Regions from separate parts of the Drosophila melanogaster genome. Here region 2 is linked to region 1. The links are chromatin contacts, called in public Hi-C maps. All regions are on one chromosome and are shown on one strand. The core of a region is the stretch at or near the end of the contact, and the rest is flanking DNA. Distances in the headings are between cores, read along the strand shown. Region 1 holds the start of Swip-1 (Swiprosin-1). Region 2 holds the start of lncRNA:CR44977 (long non-coding RNA:CR44977).

Evidence for each region. A called contact is a pair of places that touch in the nucleus more often than the background predicts.
Region 2: a Hi-C map of the Kc167 cell line shows a contact between it and region 1, with 4 times the contacts expected there. The contact joins the promoter of lncRNA:CR44977 here to the promoter of Swip-1 in region 1. A contact is called at or near these places in 2 of 107 Hi-C or Micro-C datasets (the Kc167 cell line and the S2 cell line).

Annotation. Positions count from the first base shown.
Region 1 is chr2L:18,985,146-18,990,481 of dm6, forward strand. It overlaps Swip-1 (Swiprosin-1), which reads right to left and starts at 2,135. Exons shown (of 2, transcript NM_001299150.1): 1 at 1,527-2,135. The coding sequence starts at 1,765. EMC5 (ER membrane protein complex subunit 5) reads left to right here and starts at 2,562. Exons shown (of 3, transcript NM_136082.4): 1 at 2,562-2,725; 2 at 2,791-2,843; 3 at 2,912-3,186. The coding sequence starts at 2,644. The coding sequence ends at 3,106. It overlaps CG15170, which reads right to left and starts at 5,088. Exons shown (of 3, transcript NM_136083.2): 1 at 5,010-5,088; 2 at 4,808-4,942; 3 at 3,123-4,626. The coding sequence starts at 5,082. The coding sequence ends at 3,149.
Region 2 is chr2L:19,156,112-19,161,005 of dm6, forward strand. It overlaps lncRNA:CR44977 (long non-coding RNA:CR44977), which reads right to left and starts at 3,188. Exons shown (of 2, transcript NR_124379.1): 1 at 2,636-3,188; 2 at 1,757-2,554. All of the region lies in intron 2 of brat (brain tumor), which reads left to right.

The DNA.
Region 1 (5,336 bases), core at 885-3,384:
GCCATTTGTGGCACATGCACCCAGTATTTCCCAGACTGCCTGGAGTTTTTCTTTCTGGTTTTTATCTTTTTTGCTGCCTGTGCATTGCTTTACAATTGCAGAACACGTTCGCATTGCCGTAATGCAGGCTTTTTACGTTTGGACAATTTTTCAGAGCTCAAAACTTTGGCCTACATGCATAGGAACTGATTTTTGGGGAGGAGCCAATAAGAAGGCTTAAGAAAACTTTAACTAACTGCCTATTTAGCTGGCCAGTGATACAGACAAGCGAAATCAGTTACTATCTTAAGCGTGCTAATTATAATGAATTCTCATTATAATTTTTTAATTGCCTAGTGATTCAGCCTCACCTTAGCTGAGTAAAGAACTGAATCGCTTAGGAGAGGTGACAGGTGCTTGGCGATTCTCCGCTAATCAGCTCGGATGAAACCGAGATATCTTATCAGCCTAGACAACCCTACGTGCCAACTACTTGAATTTAAATAACAATTCTAGAGATTTAATCTAACAAGGCATTGCGCAATACAGCTGCGGTTGATTGAGCGAAACCCAAGATGGGCTATCACTAAAACGATCCACCACAAGACTAGGAAACTGGGAAAGGAGAGCCTCGGAACACATTTCGTTCGCAAGGTGGCCCATCTGACGACAGTTGGCTTTGTCGGGTGGTAATGCAAAACCGTAAACAAATACAAGGGAACCTCGATAACCGCTATGGGTGCTATTAAGTCTTAAGGTCGAGCATTAGAACCTTAGAGATAAATAAAGAATGTTTCAATGAATTACGAGTATTAACGTGGGATAAGCTTTTTCCTTGCCACTATAATCGAATGATGACTTTGAACGGAATTACCGATATTTAAGATTGGCTTTTGCTAACAGAAATTGCACTTAGGGGAGCTCGACTGTGGTGTGATAATTGAATCCGCCTGAAAGTGTTGGGGCAGAAAACCACTTTTGACTCATGATCCGCGCGACGGGAGCACGACTTGGGAATAAGCCAGTGACTGTGACAAAACTTCTCCGCAAGTACTTGTGAGTCATGCCCCATTGCCCAGGGGGGCAGGGGAGGGGTGGGTTGGCTGCAGGAGGGGCTGCAGTAAATGCAATTTAAATGATCATTAGGCGCATGAGTTTTATGTTGCCATTTAATGAGACGCAAATGCGGTGAGATGCCTGGGAAAGTGGCCGTTGCAGGTGAAAGGAGTGTAAAGGTTGGCGCAAATTGAAAGCCCTAAAATAGTTTTGCAAACTGATTTCTGTTTTTGAATTATCTTGTGTAATAGATATACATTTACAAACGTTTGTAATGTATACAAGTGTGTCTAGTACACTGTATTTATTTAATAATCTAGAGATGATCGTTACTTATCATAAACTATTATTATTGCAACGGATTTTGCTCAGGTGTTTTCAAAAACAATAAACAAAATGTTGGCTTCCTTTTCGCCATATTAATATAATTTATATTGCGCCTTAAAGTGGCTCTGGACAAAAGTAAATATTGCTCGGCGGCCTTCACTTACGTATTGAAGGTCTTCTGGTAGTCCTTGATCTGGTTACGGGAGAACTCGGGGAAGTCGGTGTAGACGTTGACCACTTTGTAGGTGCGACGCACCTCGATGCCCGCCTCCTGGGACTCCATGATCTCCTGGCGCCGATTGAGGATGTGCGTCAGCTCGGAGCTGTCCGTGTTGGTGGTGCTGCTGGGGCTGTCCACGCTGTCCTTGTTGGAGGCGGATGAGGCGTTCGAGGAAACGGACATTGTGTCGCTCCTTGTTGACTCGCTTTTTAGTGTGCTGGAATTTCCCTTTCTGCCCTTTTCTGCTGCCTTCTCACTCTCTCTTCCTTTTGGCACACCCACGCAAAAAGGACCGTAAAAGAGATGTCCGGATACACACACAAATGCGGCGATGCGCCAGGAAAACACACACGGACTCGTTGCACGTAAGCTTTTGTCGTGGGGAGTGGCCCTGAGTCCTTTTTTGGCTTTGAAAAAACAGTTGCAAGGTGCGTTTGAATTGCCGGTCTTTTTTTTTTTTTTTGCTGCAAATTGGCTTTCTTATTGGACAACTGGTGTTCCGCTTCGACCGCCGCGACTACCGAATCTTCTGAACGCTGAGAGACGAATGAAAGTGCGACCGTGACACGAGCGTTCAAATATACCAGCGGGCGCGGCGGCATTTTTCGAGTGACCGTGTGCTGACAAATACCAAAGTCAGCTGAATTTCGAGGCAATATATATACCTTACAATTTTTTTAATTCATTCTGTTACTAATAATGTATATAATCATTATTTAAAGCTAGCTGATGAACAGACGGTTTCAAATTTTACGAAAGTTTTTAACTTTCTTAAGCAAAATATGTAACCGAATATTTATTGTATGTTTATATAGTTATAATATAATTATATAATTAGTTTGATCACAAAATCAATCTTTGTATAATTTTAATGTTGTTCCCAATAAAATATTTAAATTTAAGATTCTTAAATATATTACGGCATATGAGGTATACAGACAACCCTAAACTATCGTCCAAAGCTCCCAGCCCTAGGTGTGCCCGCATTTTGATAGCAATTTAGCAAAATTTTGTAGAAAATTGTACCGACTGTGATTGTAATTCGTAATTGTTCAATAAAAATGGGCAGTAAACTGTTTAACAAACTCTTGCTAATTGCCGGATTTGCCAGCCTGGCACATGCTGCTTTTTCTGCTGCCCATCGTAAGTTTTCGTCACTGTTGTGGTAAATAAACTTTGGACCACTAAGTGCCGCATTTACTCCACAGATCGCACCTATTTGAGGCTGACGGAGCAGGAATGGAATAGCCTTCCATTGGACGTAGGTTTCGGTGCATTTAGGGTGCTTGCATGGTTACTCACGAAAAGTTTTCCTTTATCAATCCTTAGATTATCCTGCAGACCGTCATCAGTTTGGTGATTGTGATTTACAACATCATCGAGATCGTTGGCAACTTCAAGGAAATTCGCGCCACCGTGGACATGCAACAGAAAACTTGGGACACCTTGGGCAACTTCCCCTCGTTCTATTCCTTCAATCACCGTGGTCGTGCCTTAAATCCTGGATATACGCCCCCGGAATAAGAGACCTTTCTTTTAAGTTCTGCTATCCTTTTATTTATAGTCTCAGCAAGTTACAATATAGATAACGCTAAAGATCAACCAAACTCCGTAACCTGCATTCGAAAATTTGATGGATATTGCGGAACTCTTGCCTTGCAACAAGGACAATGCCTTGGCCTCCAGCTCATAGCTGGCTCTTAATTCCCGGCCAGGACTATTATTGCATGCCTGACTGTGACAAGTGCGACAACTGTCGAAGTGGTTACTCCTTAAGAGACATTCGTAGTATAGCTCGGGATTGGAACGACATCCTCTTACAATTTCTTTACTGTTGATGTCAAAGTACTCCAAGCAGGCCAATTCTTGATCCTCCGGCTCATTTGCTCGAGCCGGACAAGGCATAGCCGTTTGTCCCCTGGAGATCTCCTCGCAGTCCTGCACTCCCCTACACTGATGACACCAGAGGCGCTCCTCCGGAAATGATCCTTTGTTGCAGAAACTTCCTTCGCATAGTCGACAACTGGCCACATTTGCGGAAGCACAGCTGAAGTCCGATTTTTGGCAACCTCTCGCAGTGGTGGCGTTGTTAAAGGAAACAACCACACATGGTGCAGCCGGTTCATCGCATTCTTCAATGTAGATTTCGCCAGGACTTTCCCAATTTGCACAGCCTGCTCCCGCTTGATCCGTGCTGCATTGGTAGCACCGGGTGAAATCCTTACTATTACACCCAGCGCCTTCATCGCATTCATAGCACTTGGTGATTTGAGGATTTTCCGGCGGTGCTCCACAGCCTCGCTGAATACTCCAGTTGGAGTACTCACAGGAGAAACAGGAAGAGGCCTCAGCGGAGCTACAAGTGCTATTAGCTATAGCCGTAATATTTGTCCGGCAAAGTTCCTGATCCACGGAGTTGCATGTAAAACACTTCTGCTGCGTAATGCATCCTGCGTTGCAGTGGTCACTGGTATTACACTTTTCTAATTGCTCTACATACGGCTCCAAATCTGTTGGAATTTTAGTAGAACATCCTCTGACAACGCGGCTTAGTCTGCGAAAGCTGAAGCAGTACTTATCCTCTTGCTCACCCAACAGAACATCCTGCTGGCATTCCTCGTATAAGCTAACATTGCACCTGCCGGTGTTGACCTGAAAGAGATCTATCTTGCAACCCCGGCCGATTGCTGAATCGCAGGTGGCGCAGACTTGGGTCCAAGCTCCTTGCTCCTCATTGCAGCCATTGATCTCACACAGTTGGGCGGAAGTGGACAGCGTGTGATTCTGCTCGGAGGTACAACCTCTGTAGGCATCTGAAGAACTTATGACATCCGTGTAGCACTGATCCTCTTCCAAATGATAGCGACAGGGTTTTGGTTTGGATGCTGGAGCTGCCACGCATTCCTGTCCAGCGCAATGATGGCACTTAAGTCGTCCCGGCGGATAGACACCCGCATTGCACAGGTTCGTTGAGCAAGTCTTTGAGTAAGTCGCTCCGATGATGGGGGTTTCTGCTCCGCAGCCGCGGTATGTAATGGAGTCCACTAATTTGTGTGCGATTAATGGTATAGAAAATCGGAGTTACTAAATATTTCAAATATGTATCAATCAATATCAATGGTCTTTACCTTTGAAATATTAATGAATTGCAAAAATAGATTCTATAAAATGGCCGACTATCCGTCGATTTAGAAACAATTACAAATCACATTTAGGTTCACTTACCAATGGACATGGCACACGTCAGCTCGGTAGCGCACTCCTTGTAGGGAAGAACTCCCACTTCTCCGAGGGTCTGGGAACATTCCGGCAGGGCAATGGAATCGCAGTGGTAGCAAACAATGCCAAAACAACGGTCTGCTATTAAAAAAAAAAACCCCTCTAAGGTTACAACGCATTTTTCCGTGGGAAATCGCAGGTAGCTCACATCTCAGGAGGACCAGGAAAAGGAGGAGCAGGTGGTGGAAGCTTGAGTGGCGATTTGTCTGCAGTCCACGCATTTTGACAGCTCATAAAGAATGTAGTGCACCTTTGTTTGCAAAATTGGAATCCCTAATCTGTTTATGACTTATCAGACAATATAACAATGAGTTGATATAGGCGAACTGTTGATAAGGATAAGCTGGAAAAAGCCATTTAACTTTAAAATAACCAAACATTATCATTTAAATAAAAAGTTACACTCGCTAAATGTGTTCTTAAATTGCCACCATAAAAAACTTACGTTGGTAGAAATTCTTCAATTATTTTAAGG
Region 2 (4,894 bases), core at 1,938-4,437, 170 kb after region 1:
TAATTGTTTTTTCTTTGCCATTGGCGGGCTGGCAGTTTTTTTTTCTTTTTGCGCTCTTTTGTATTTGTTGGATTTTTTGCGGCCGTATCTTTTCGCTACTTTAAGCACGTCGTTCGTCAGAGGAGTGAAGTCGAAGGTTCATGAACCGCCGGCAAGGACAAAAGTCGTGGCTCTGGCGGCGCGACAGAGATGGCTACAGATATATACAATATGGACATATCGATCTTGTGCCCGTGCCATATTCCACTATTCCACTTGTTTTCCTGCAGCAGCAGCACCATTATCTTCCCATTCCAATCCCAGAAAGCCACTTGAACCCATCGCTTCGTGGAATTGCGGCGGGCTAAACAAGAGTGAATATGACAATGGTAGGTAGGTTACAGAGGGTATCGAATATTTTAAATACCCTAGGGGTATGATTTTAAGGATATTTATGAAAAACTCAAGTATCTTCATTTAAGTTAACTAACTGAGGTATGAAAATGCGGTGAGGGAAGAGAAAATCTTTCACCTGTTCTTTCTAAGGAAGACTTAAATGGTTTTTTAAATCCCACATGTCGCATTAATATAAAAATAACTATGAAATGAATATCGTAATGGAACTAGAAATCTGGATTCTGGTACCGAAAAGAAATTTAAATCCGTGGGTTGGTGGCTCTGTGCGTCAGTGTGTGAGTCACGCAGCCTCACGAGTGATGCGATAGCATCGCAATTGGCGCACAAGAAATCACTGACCTTGACTTTAAACAAAGTTTAAGGCCCTTTGTGGCAGCCACTATAGTATACATCCATCCATAGGTGTATTTAGTGGTGTTGGTATGCATGGATTGTTGTATACACACACAAACATACTCTCGAACAACAAGCAGCATAATTATAGAGCCGAGCGGTGTTTCTAGACTGGTTTATTCTCCAAAGTCCCCGGACGTATCGCATCGCAACGTATCGCTGCGGCAGAGAAGTCGACGCCTGCCGCTGCCATTTCACGTTATTCTTTTCTTGTGATCGGAATATTATGTACGTTGAAAACGTTGAAAACGCACATGACGCAAGCGCGCAGACTTTTACCTGCCCCCTTTCCTTTCCTTTCCTTCCCATTCCCATTCCCATTCCCCATCTCTCTCTCTCTTTCACAAGCTCCTATTGCATCAGCGCTATATAGCAGGAAAAGTCACCAGTTGTAAACTAGCCTAGTTGGTAATGACCATAAAAAGCTGAACTTGCTTATACACAGGTTTAGACATCTACTATTTACCACAAAGCCAATGATTTCTGGTCTTGATCATTGGGTCTTTCGTTCTCTGTACGAAACACACATATTACGAGTCAAGTTTGGCTTAAAAGTGGGTGTGAAAACAAATTTACCTTGGTGGTTTTGAATCATACGGTGTTCTAATTTGGTATACACAAACTATTTGAAAATATGTAATTTTAGTTTTAATTTAATTAAAATCGGACTACTTTATCATATCAAAAAAGTGATAATATAATGCATTCTAATTCGGCATACGCCAGTGATTTTTTAAATATAAACAATGGTTTCGTCTAGCTGAAACTAGCTTCCTTTCTGATTTTTAATTATACAAATTCCAAAATTCATTGGAAAACAAAATGTTCCGAAACTCAAAAGAATGAAAATTTTGGAAGCCCATATTAAAAAAAAAAACGAGACCTGTAATCATTTCCAGTTCTGGTTCCCATTCAATTGATGACACTTGTGCGAAATCAGAGTTTATGCGAATACAAATAATCGTTTATTGCGAAACAAACCCGAAAATAAACGCGGATGATAATCTTTTGACTCACTGCACTGGTTCTATGCATGGGGCTTAGCCCCCAAAAAATGGCTAGATAGTACAAGTTACCCCACGACCAGTGGCGCGGTTTCCACTGCTTCCGCTCTTTGTAGCCCTTTTTCGGGCTCTTCTGCTGCGCTTCGTTCTTCGTTCGTGCTTCTTCTTCTCCGACTTCATCGCCGCCGTCTCCTTTGCCGCTCTCTTTGTAAGTGCAGCTCACTCCCACTCGCATATGTACATACAGAGCCCGGAATACTTGGAGTGCACTGCTCCCTCGCGCAATTTATGTTCTGTTCGAGTACATATGCCGCATACATATGTACGTGTGCGAGTGTAGGAGGTTGTCAGAGGTCAGTCTCATCGCCGCATGTATGTAGGTATGTACATGCATACAAACACCCGTTCCAATTGCCAATCCATTCCCCGTGGCGTTCTGCAGAAACTAGATTTCCCGCTCTCTCTCGGTCCCGTTCGCTGGTTCTTTGTCTCTCTCGCTCTCCCGCTGGCTAAAACTGGTTGAGTGAGTTTTTTCGGCTGGCCGCTTTTGTCGGCTTGGTTCGTTCGTTCCGTTCCCGTTCGTTTCCGTTCCTCGTTCCGCGTCTTGTAAAATTCTTCTTCGCCATGCTGGTTCATTCTCATTCAGTTCTTAACACTCGCCGGATAAACAACAGTTTGGCGCTTGTTCGCGTTCACTTCCCGTCGCGTTCAGAGAGAATACACTACTACTGCTGCTGCTAGTGTGTGTGCGTGCGTGTGAACTGTGCGAAAAGAAGCAATATAAAGTATTAATACTAGTGGAATATTAAGTAAATCTAAGTGCAACAGAAACATACACATACCTAGCCTATGTACGTATGCTACAAGATATACATATCTGCAGCAAATAAATGTTAACTCAGTATACAAGCGAACAAAAGCACCAGAAACAAATTGTTTAGTTTTGCTGCTCATTCTTCTTCTTCCACCGATGCCGTAGAGTTCATCAACTTGTTTAGAATCGCGTACGTGACTGTATGTATGCCTGTGTGAGTGAGTGACAGTGTGTTGGTGCTGCCTTTTTCCTGCTGCGCTTCCTCTTGCTCGTGCATCTATCTCTTTCTGGCGGCGCATCACTTGCATTGTTGCTGTTGCTGTTTGTTGCAATGCAACAAAACATTTTATTCTTGCCTTTTCCCCCTCCTGGTCTTCGCCTCCTTTGGCGTTTGTTTATGAGCGTGTTTGTGTATGTGTGTTTGTTCTTTTCGACGTCCGCGCGCATTGTTGTTATTTGCTTGCATTAACTTCTACGTTTCTACGCTTTTGTTATTATTATCTCATTTCTTATTTAGCTCTGCGCCACAGTCTGCTCTCCACAGTCACGGCCAGCAGTTGGTGTAAAAGTGTAATGTTGATGCTCGCCAAAGACATAAATAAAATAAGAGTGAAAAATGTAGAAAATCTAAGATATTTTTTCAGTTTGTGCAATACTACAAATTCGCTTGTACATATCCCCTCGACCTTAACTTTGCTTTCATATTCTCTTTCTGCGGAATACTATTCTGTATATTCCCCTGGTCAATAACCACTGTATTTGCAAGAGCAAACAATAATCTGATAATGATGAAATGGTTTATCAACCTCTGAAGCCTAGAGGTGTGCACACTTCCTTCAACTCCAATGCGCGACGACCTTCCCCCGGCCAAAAAGTCCGAAAGTCGAGCCTATTTATCGCGACACAACTGTTCAAACAATTCCCCAACAACATTCGATTCGCGTCGGCAGCGACTGTGTTCATGGGTATTGTTGTGGATATCGTTATTGTTATTGCATTTGTTGTTGCTGTTGCCGCTGCGATGCGGAAGAATAAAACACGAGTTTGTTTTCTTGTTTCTGTGTGTATTTTAAACCAAAATTATTACGGCAATGTTCTTTAAACTTAATCACTGTAGACTGACAGACTGATCGACGTGCAAACCACGCTTGGGGCTTCTCATTAATATACGAACTGCCGGTTCGAGTGAGTTAGTGAGTGCCTGTTTTATTTACGCCGAAAGCAAAAACACAAGAGGCGAAAACAAAACCGAAACCAAAATCTAAAAACGTGTTTCAAATTTGTTCCTATCTGTGTTGTGTCTCTGGGTCCAGTATTTGGGGTTTGGCGTACAAGCATGTGGATATGGATACGAGCAGAACGGAAAGACGAAACATAACATATCGAATGCTATTTACTCCATGTGTCTTGTTTCACGCTCGATTTGCGTCGCCAGCAGAGCTAAGAAATAAAAAACTACGCTTACTGATTAAAAAAGCTGTCGCCGGGCTTTATATTTTGCGTCGAACTGATTGTGTGCAGTGATTACTCGGAAGCGGGAATTAGAAAGGACCCCGGCCAGATATTTATTTGATTAAAAAATGCAAAAGCATGCTGCTAGCAACAGAAAAGAAGATTGTTTAAATTAATCATAAAATTGCACTAGTTTTTGCACTAGTTTACACTTTATACTTTATCGTAAACACCAGCTCGGGCAACCTTTTTGAAAACTCGAGAATTTACTGTTTATAAATAGGTACAACTGTACCCTAAACAAACAGAAGGGTTGAACAATTATAATTTTATGTTTTTTTCCTTGTTTTTCTAGCTCGTTACTGTATTGTTTGGAGCAGTCGAAAGTAATCTTCTTGGGTTTACCTAAAGACTTACAAGTCTGATCTAATTCACTTTTATTCGCATTCGCCCAGTGATCACTGTAGATTACCAGCTGCTTTGAAGATTTTCTGATTTACAATTCAGATACAATTGACAACGATCCTTCTTTTATCAACAGCGATTTGGGCCATCTCCAATCGATTCGCCATCGCAACCCGAACGCCTTGTGTAAATGCGTTTCCTGTGCTGTTTTGTTACTTTCTGAGATTTTCTAGAACTCGGTCGGGGTCGTTCTTCTTCCCTCTTCTGTCCCCGCCAATCTTTGTCGTACCAATTTCGTTGTGTTTTGCTCTGCTTTGTTTTGGGTTCATGTGCGAGTTTTCATTATCAGAGAGCGTTGCTTACCACCACGTAATAGATAACGCAGGCAACCCGAAGTTGGTACATCTCTAATTGAAAATGTTAAAGTAGA